3 separate regions of the Mus musculus genome follow, and regions 2 and 3 are each linked to region 1. The links are chromatin contacts, called in public capture Hi-C and promoter capture Hi-C maps. All regions are on one chromosome and are shown on one strand. The core of a region is the stretch at or near the end of the contact, and the rest is flanking DNA. Distances in the headings are between cores, read along the strand shown.

Evidence for each region. Promoter capture Hi-C pulls out the DNA fragments that hold promoters and counts their contacts. Capture Hi-C pulls out chosen DNA fragments and counts their contacts.
Region 2: a contact with region 1 is called in a capture Hi-C map of embryonic stem cells, with 8 times the contacts expected there. The contact joins the promoter of Rbm19 here to the promoter of Fbxw8 in region 1. A contact is called at or near these places in 6 of 39 promoter capture datasets (the 3T3-L1 cell line, embryonic stem cells, liver and 2 more), 2 of 484 Hi-C or Micro-C datasets (both in B cells) and 2 of 9 other capture datasets (adipose tissue and embryonic stem cells).
Region 3: a contact with region 1 is called in a promoter capture Hi-C map of embryonic stem cells. The contact joins the promoter of Tbx5 here to the promoter of Fbxw8 in region 1. A contact is called at or near these places in 3 of 39 promoter capture datasets (cranial neural crest, embryonic stem cells and maxillary cranial neural crest), 1 of 484 Hi-C or Micro-C datasets (embryonic stem cells) and 1 of 115 datasets of contacts at active chromatin or transcription factors (embryonic forebrain).

What each region holds. Positions count from the first base shown.
Region 1 is chr5:118,154,010-118,156,881 of GRCm38.p6, forward strand. Fbxw8 (F-box and WD-40 domain protein 8) reads right to left here and starts at 1,449. Exons shown (of 11, transcript NM_172721.2): 1 at 1,055-1,449. The coding sequence starts at 1,372.
Region 2 is chr5:120,115,163-120,118,034 of GRCm38.p6, forward strand. It overlaps Rbm19 (RNA binding motif protein 19), which reads left to right and starts at 1,351. Exons shown (of 24, transcript NM_028762.1): 1 at 1,351-1,487. The coding sequence starts at 1,452.
Region 3 is chr5:119,833,312-119,836,183 of GRCm38.p6, forward strand. It overlaps Tbx5 (T-box 5), which reads left to right and starts at 1,352. Exons shown (of 9, transcript NM_011537.3): 1 at 1,352-1,966.

The DNA.
Region 1 (2,872 bases), core at 199-2,698:
GAATCAAGGCAGAGCACCTGACACTTGTTTAAAAGAAAGATGGCCTTAAAACTCAAAATAGAAGCTACTGGTGTCATTTAAATAAAACTTTCCATTGCATAAAATTAACCATTTTTTAAAAATTACGTGTCTGCAGGGAGAGTAATTGTGTGTGCAAGTGCCCATGGAAGCCAGACCCATTAAATATCCTAAACTACAGTTACAAGAGGTCGTAAGCCACCTGGCACGGGTACTAGAAACCCAACTCCTGAAAAGCCTGTTGCGCTCTTAGCTACTGAGCCATCTCTCCAGCCCTTTCCCATCATTTCTCTAAACAACTTTCACTTACAGACAAGTATCCCCCCCACTGGGCTGTAGAAATTTTCTTTGAACCTGGTTTGAGTGAAACCATTAAAGCCTTCTCTTCTGACCTAACTCTTAACCTGGGAGCCATGGATCTTGTCAGGAGGGGTCTTGATTTGATTCTCCCGACTTGGTCAATGAGGCCGGAGAAAGAGGTTCCTGATTCTCCGAGGGACACATGCCCTCCAAAGGCTAAGAGCCTCCTAAAAATACTGACCAAAGGTTTCTTCTTCGCCGTAGTCCTTTCGTTTCTTCTGATTTATGGTTTATTTTTTTAATTTAGATAACACGTTACGTTAGGAAAATAAAAAAATACAGAGAAAAAAAAAAGAACATTAATTCCGTCCTCTGCTTTTTCTTGACCTTCCTCTCCGAAGTCAACCTTTCTTCCATGGTTTGGGACGTTTCTAGAATAGTATTTCTCCAACTCACACGTAGTCCTTTATGGGCGGATTCTTTTTAGCCGGGGGGGGGGGGGGGGGAAGGGTGTCCTGGATGTTTGCGAACATTCCTCAACCTTCTTACAAACCCAAGAATGCGCACACACCTACTGTCAACACCTCAAGATGTTTACAGGCAAAGCTGCTGAAGGAGAACCACTCGTTCCAGGGACATCTGGGTGTTCAGGGTTCCCGCTGTGCCCGCGTCCGCGACTTTCCCCACCATAGATGGTGGGCCCACAGGGAGAGACATCTTGTCCCCGGCCACTCACCAAGTCGCGGATGAGCTGATCCACCAGCGGCTCGGGCTCCGTGGCGTCGCGGTCTGGGGGTGAGCGCGATCGGCTGGACGTATCCTTCCTGTCGCCTCCCCGGCCAGGCCTGGGCGCCGGGGGTCGGCCCGCGCCCTCCAGCAGCCCCTGCGCCAGCCCCAGGTAGCCCGAGGCCGGCTCGCCTCGCGCTCCCGCCTCGGGCCTTCGCGGCGACCGCCGCTCCCCAGCCTCGAGCCGCCGCCGTCGCCTCAGCGCCTGTGACTGCGCCAACTCCTCCTGCCAGTGCCGGCGGAACTCCTCCAGGTTGTGGTCGTCCATGCTTGACGCGCCCAGGCCGACGCGGCACCCAGGGGCTGCCAGAATGGGGACGGACTGTCCATCCGCCGGAAGTGTCCGTAGTCGGCCTGGAGACTTCCGGGAGCGCGTCTTGTAGGTTCCGGGCAGCCACGCCCCTCTGCTTCGACATCCCTTGTTTTTGGCACCTTTGTACCAAGCAAGCCATGCTTTAAATGGCTGCTATATACATATTGCAAAAGGTCGCGTTTTTTAATGTAGCGGTTTTTATTGCATTTATTTATTTATTTAGTGCGTGCGTGTGTGTGTGTGTGTGTGTGTGTGTAGGTCACAGAACAAATTGGAGGATTCAGTTCTTGCCTTCCACCAAGTGGGTCTCAGGGATCGAACTCTCAAGTCACCAGGCTTCGCAGCAAGCATTCTTTTCTGCGGAGCCAGCCCAACCTGATGTTACCCTTCAGATCTACACACACCACACCCAATTAACCATCTCTGCCTTCTTAAAACTAACATTCCAATAAAACAGAGGTAAAGATTTTTTTGGGGGGGGGGGGGGTTCGAGACAGGGTTTCTCTGTGTAGCCCTGGCTGTCCTGGAACTCACTCTGTAGACCAGGCTGGCCTCGAACTCAGAAATCCGCCCACCTCTGCCTCCCAGTAAAGATCTTTTTAATGTGAATGTCTGAATCCGCAGGAAAGGTTATATAGAAAAATAAGAAATCGGGTCAGATAACAAAGTGATGGACAGAGGGAGGAGCCAATTAGTGGCCACCATGAAGCCAGGCGTGGTGGCGCACGCCTTTAATCCCAGCACTCGGGAGGCAGAGGCAGGTGGATTTCTGAGTTCGAGGCCAGCCTGGTCTATGGAGTGAGTTCCAGGACAGCCAGGGCTACACAGAGAAACGCTGTCTCGAAAAACAAAAACAAAACAAAACAAAACAAAAACAAAAACAAAAACAAAAACAAAAAAAGAGCTGTCATGAAGACCTCTCTGAGGAAATGCCATTTAAGCTACTAGCTGATAAACAGGGGGTGGGGAGGGGGGCGGGGAAACAGCTATGGAAAATCAGCAGAGATTTCCAGGACTACAGGTCCAAAGTCGGTACCGTAGGAAAGGATCTGTGAAGGAATGTTCTGGAAGGAACCCCCACCTCCCGTTGAGTCTTCCACAAGGCTGCTTAGCTCATCAGAACTGCAGCCACTGTGGGAAGGTTGGAATGTTGCAAGTCTAGAGTGTAATAATGGTTTGTCTTGGGCTATCATTAGCGCCCCCTATTAATCATTCTGTTCCTGCCTCTGTGTCAAACCTAGCTCCCCTGTGACTGTCAGTCAAACCTAGCCCCCCTGTGACTGTCAAACCTAGCCCCCTTGTGACTGTCAGGAGAAACCGTTTGCTATATTAGCCTCATCGACTCCTATCTTCCACCAACCCAAAACTTCAGAATGTCACCAGGTAGTACCTACAACAGCGAGTCCCCACCCCTACTTGATATTTCCACCGATGTATTTTAAACTGCTCTTGATT
Region 2 (2,872 bases), core at 101-2,600, 2.0 Mb after region 1:
TGGATTAACCTTGAAAACAATATGTGAAGAGAAAAATCAGCCAAGAAAGTAACACATCCATAGAGATGCCAGATAGATTCTAGGTTCCTAGAAGGCGGGAAGTTGGTGACTGGTCTTTTGCTTGTATATAATGGTTTCTGACTGTGTGGGGTGTTTCTTGTGGTCTCTCTTTCATTCTCTTCTTCTCCTTCTCCTTCATTTTTGTTTGTTTTGTTTGCCTGTTTTCTTTCTAAAGAGAACAAAAGGACTGGGGGCTGGGTTGGTGGGGAGGCAGGAAGGAGCTGGTGGGACGGGGAAGCCATGATCAAAATATATTATCTGGGGGCTGGTGAGATGGCTCAGTGGGTATGAGCACCCGACTGCTCTTCCGAAGGTCCAGAGTTCAAATCCTAGCAACCACATGGTGGCTCACAACCATCCGTAACAAGATCTGACTCCCTCTTCTGGTGTGTCTGAAGACAGCTACAGTGTACTTACATATAATAATAAATAAATCTTTAAAAATATCTATATAAATTATCTGAAAAAAATGGTTTAGCCTTGGCTGTCCTGGAACTAGCTCTGTAGACCAGACTGGCCTTAACTCAGAGATCTGCCTGCCTCTGTCTCCTGAGCGCTGGGATTAAAGGCGAGCGCCATCACTGCCTAGCTGCATTTTTTTTTTTCAATAAAAAATGTTCTAAGATTGGTTCTCTCCTCCCACTACGAAGAACCAAGGTTGGGGGGTTGGGGGGAGGGAAATCTCAGGCTGTCAGGCTTGCCCACAAGTGCCTTTATCTGACGAGCCATCTTGCCAACTGGAGTTGTCCACTTTAAGTGGGCAAATTGTGTGGCACCTGGACTGTATCTCAATAAAGCTGCCAACAGTAACAAGAAAGGATATGGGGAGATGGAGCAAAATGTCTTTTAGAAGAAGAAAATCTATTTGAGCAGTGGTGGCGCACACCTTTAATCTCAGCACTTGGGAGGCAGAGGCGGGAGGGTTTCTGAGTTCAACGCCTTTACACAATAAATAAACCTTTATAATTTTATTTTTGTAACGGGGGTTCTCTGTGCAGCCCTAGCTATCCTGGAACTCGGAGATCCGCTTGCCTTTACCTTTAAAACAATTTTTTTTTTCTAGGCTCTCTGCTCTTTCCCAGAAGCCTGTCATCCCGAGGGGGTTGGACATCAGCGCCTCCTGCCTTCCTTGCGGGGATTTAGAGGCCCCAAGACCTGGCGGAGAAAACGCGAGCGCTCGGGCCTTTCCCCCGTCCCCGCCAACCCCGCCTTGTGGGTGGGACTTTCCCCGGAGAGAGTCTCCCGTGAGGCCACACCCACTTCCGGATGGAACGCGGCGGGGGCCACGTGACTCGCTAAAAATGGCGGCGCCCAGTGTGGCGGCGTGAAAGTTGTGGGAAGTCGCTGTCGCCGGGGTCGTGAGTCTGAAAAGCGAAGGGAACCTGAGAGCCATGTCGCGTCTGATCGTGAAGAACCTCCCGAATGGGGTGAGCGGGAGCCGGGGATGGGGCCCGGAAGTGGAAGCAGAGGTCCGGGAATGGAGGGTGAAGGATGGAGGGGTTCTAAGTCAGGGACAGGACTGGGGAGGTCCGGAATCCAAGGAGGCGGCACCCTGTCCTGAGGGCTCAGCAAGCCGCAAAGTGGCTTCCGAGCATTCTGAGGATCCTTCCATGTTGTGCTGGGCAGTTTGGGTCAGTTTGACCCAGACCGGAGTCACTTACGGAGAGGGAACTTCATTGGATGTTATTGCGTCCATATGCCTGTGGACCAGCCTGTGGTGCTCTGAGGAGTGATGGGTGTGGGAGGTTCCAGCCCCCTGTGGGTGCTGTCACGCCTCGGCAAGTGTCCCTGGGCTGTGTACAGATGTTGGCGGGGCAAGTAAGTCTGCGTCGGTTCTTGCCTCGACTTCCCTGGATGGCGGACTGTGATGGAGACCCATAAGCCAAATCAATGGTCTTCCTCCCCAAATTGCTTTGGTTTTTTTGTTTGTTTTTAAAAGATTTATTTTTTTATTATGTGTAAGTACACTGTAGCTGTCTTCAGACACACCAGAAGAGGGCGTCAGATCCCATTACAGATGGTTGTGAGCCACCATGTGGTTGCTGGGATTTGAAGTCAAGACCTTTGGAAGAGCAGTCAGTGCTCTTAACTGCTGAGCCATCTCTCCAGCCCACGCCCCCCAAATTGCTTTGTATCCTTGATGTGTGTCACAACAGGGAACAGACTAGAGAATGCTTACTGGTTCACCATCACAGAGCAAGATTAGACTTCAAAGCCAAGTGTGGTGGTGCATACACCTGTTGTCAGCTTTCCATAGGCAGAGGGTGGCGAGTTCAAGGCCAGCCTGGGTTACATAGCAAGATGATGTGGCTAAAAATAAATAAATTAATTAAATTTGTTTTGTTGTTGTTGGGACCATGTGCCCCCCAGAACAGCAGTCCTCAACCTTCCAAATGCTGTGCCCCCCTTTAATACAGTTCCTCCTGTTGTGACCCCCTAGTCATGAAGTTATTTTGTTGCTACTGCATAACTGTAATTTTCTCATTATGAATATAACGTAAATATCTGGTATGTGGGATATCATATGCATCCCCCCCAAAAGGGAGACCCAAGATGATCTCCCCTATTTGGGATTTTGTTTGTTGTTTTGGGGGATGCTTTTTTAAAAAAACAGACTCTTAAATCTGTAGCCCTGGCTGACCTTGAACACCTGCTTCTGCCTCCCCACCATACCTAGCCTCATCTCAGGGTTTCTGTCCTTTTCTGACACGGGATCTCATTTAGTAGCCCTGGCTGTCCTGGAACTTAACATTTATGTAGACCAGGCTGGCCCCAAACTAAAGAAATCTGCCTGCCTCTGCCTCCAGAGTGC
Region 3 (2,872 bases), core at 102-2,601, 1.7 Mb after region 1:
TCAACCAGAGATGCAGGCTCTCAACCGGCTTTCAGCTTTCAGTCCTGCACCCAAGGTTGAGGTTGCCTCTCTGTTCAACCCCAAAGGCTTTCTAGCTGACTTTTTAGAAGCGCGTGACGAAGGTGTTTGCACAAATAAATAGCTGGCCTTGGCCAGGGTCTGTGTGAAAACAGACCTGGAAACTAGAGAGTGGGGTTGCCCCTAGCTGCCCCCACGCTTACAACTGCAAAGTCCACTGAAGTTTTTGCAAGGGCAGCCTGCAAATTTTGCAGCCACAGAGGCTACAATGTTGCCGGAGTCCTATGGGCTCTCTCTCTCTCTCTCTCTCTCTCTCTCTCTCTCTCTCTCTCTCTCTCTCTCTCTCTCTCCAGTCCTTGGCTCTAAGGATGTAGTTTCTAATTAGAGTCCCAGAAAAGACTCCCTGTACTTAGAGAATACAAGGAAGCTGAAGAGGGAAACAGAATGTGATTTGGGGCATTTGTTTCAAGCAACATTCTGTGCTTGTCCCGGCCTGGTTCTGCTTACAGCAAGAGCTACTTCCAGTGCCTCTGCTGTGGGCTGCTTTTATTCACCCTCTGAACTGCAGACTTCAGAGAGGCTAAGGGCAGGCCAAGGAGTGCTGGCAGCTGAAACCCCCAGCCAGCCCTCAGTGACTGATTATTTTAATAAAACTGGGCACTGCTCTGTGTACACTCCAGTGTGTGTCTTGAGGAGGGGGCACACACAACAATTTCTTGGCATCTTTGATCTTGGTTCCCCCATCCTAAGGCACCTTCTCCCCCAAGTCCTAGAGAGCTTGGAGTGGGGTAGGGTGGGGGACAATGAGTCTGAAGTGGAGGAGAGATGTCAAGGCAGCTAGTCCTGGCTCTGCAAGGGGCCAGGCAGGGTCACACCACTCTCTGTCTGAGGTCAGCATTGGAGACAGAAATCGGGTGAGGCTGCAGAGGCCCATGGGTGTGTGCACACGCCTAATGCATCCAGTCTTGGTTCTCTGCAGGGCTGGGCCATTGAAATTGCTGGGCTCCCAGAGTTCTGCCTTGATTACTGTAGCTTGCCTGCCTGCCTTCCTTCTTTCCTTCCTTCCTTCCTTCCTTCCTTCCTTCCTTCCTTCCTCTTCCTTCTCTTTTTTTCTTTCCTCCCTGCAACCACTGGCTCAGAGCAGTCAACAGAGATGGAAGGAGGGTAAAGAGGATGGGAAGTGGAAAGGGAGTGGGGGTGGGGAATCAGCAGGTCCTATAGTGGTTCAAGAGTTTGGGGTATATCTAGTGAGAAAGTGGGAAAGGTGGTGGGAGGAGGGAGGGAGGGGAGGAGAGGACACACACACACACACACACACACACACACACACACACACACACACACACAGAGAGAGAGAGAGAGAGAGAGAGAGAGAGAGAGAGAAGAGGGAGCCAGTTAGAGAAGCATTTTCTATACTTTGTGAGCACCCCAGCTGAGTTAGTTTGTCAGAGAGAGAGAGAGAGAGAGAGAGAGAGAGAGAGAGAGAGAGAGAGAGAAAGTCATACTTCAAATTCTGGAACTTTAACCCCTGAAAGCATCTCTCTGAAAACAGCTGGCTGATTCCCAAGTCTCTCTCAAGTCTCCCAGTTTTTCTTCTCTGGGGGTGCAAGAGCAGAGCAGGACACTGAGATCGTAGGGTTTAGGGATGCTCCCAGATCTGCTATTTAGTCTTCTGTTCCTCTAAGCCGTTCTGGAGCCCGACAACTTAAAAGTATTTGGGGCTAGCGAACAGCCAGCGAGCAGTGGAGGAGGTGTGTGCTGGAGGTGGGCAGTCGCTGGGAGGCTCTAGTGGTGGGTACTTCTTTGTAGCAACAGTAGCAGCTAGCTTGGGCAAGCAATCCCCAGCACAAACTCCAGAGACACCATGCCTGCACCCCCACCTGGCCTCCGGCTTTCCTGCTAAGAGGAAGAGGGGCGGTGGCGAATGCATCCCCCTGTACAGAGCGAGGTAACCGTACTACCATATGGCCGGGGAGGCTTGGGCGGGAGCAGGCAGCCACAGTCGGCTGGGGAAACAGAGAATGGCGGACTCCAGCCCTGTCTTGCATTCTGCAGAGTCTGGCTTGCAGAGATTTTACCCGAGCCTTTCAAGGCAAGAGGGAGCCGCCGGGAGGCTGCCGCGACTCGGGGAGCAGCGTTGAGGCTTGCAAGGCACACGGCCTGGTTCTGTCAAACCACATCTTGCTCGTCTCCGCCGGCCTCTAAGCTTCCCTGGATCCTGGCAAGGGTTCCGGAGGGTTTCTCCCTATGGCTGGCCGCGAATGGGAGAGCGTATGTGGGGCTCCAGCCCTGTTTTTCTTTGTTATGAGAAGATCATGGGGGATCCCATGGCAGTTTTCCCCAAGCTCCTAAGGCCAGAGGAAGAAAGAATTGGGCCTCAGAAACGATCTGTGGCGGTTTAGGTCTCAGGCCGCTTCAAACCAGGCTGGTATGCAGGCTTCTTTGCCTAAGAAGCTGCTAAAACTGTGGGAAGCCATCTCTTACTTGAGGTCTGCTGGTGTTTTGAGGTAGAGGCAGTGGTAGAAATCCTCCCTTGAGGAAGGGGGTTGAACTAAGAATTTCAACTGCTTGCTTCATCTTCTTCTGTTGAACACTCGGGGCTGCCCTACCAATGTACCTCCTTCCCTAGCAGTCCACTGAATGTCTGCAGCCCAGAATTTATCTGGGACTGATTTTAGGCTGTCCGACTGGGAGCCAGGCTGGCAGTTTGAGTTAGCCAGCCCCGTTGAAGCTCAAAGACATTCCCTTTAGCTTGATTACTCCACGAAAACGCCTGCACCACCGCCCCCACCCCCCACTCTCCCGCAGCCAGCCGATCTGAAAAAGATCCGTGAGGGTACAGCCCCGCCACCGG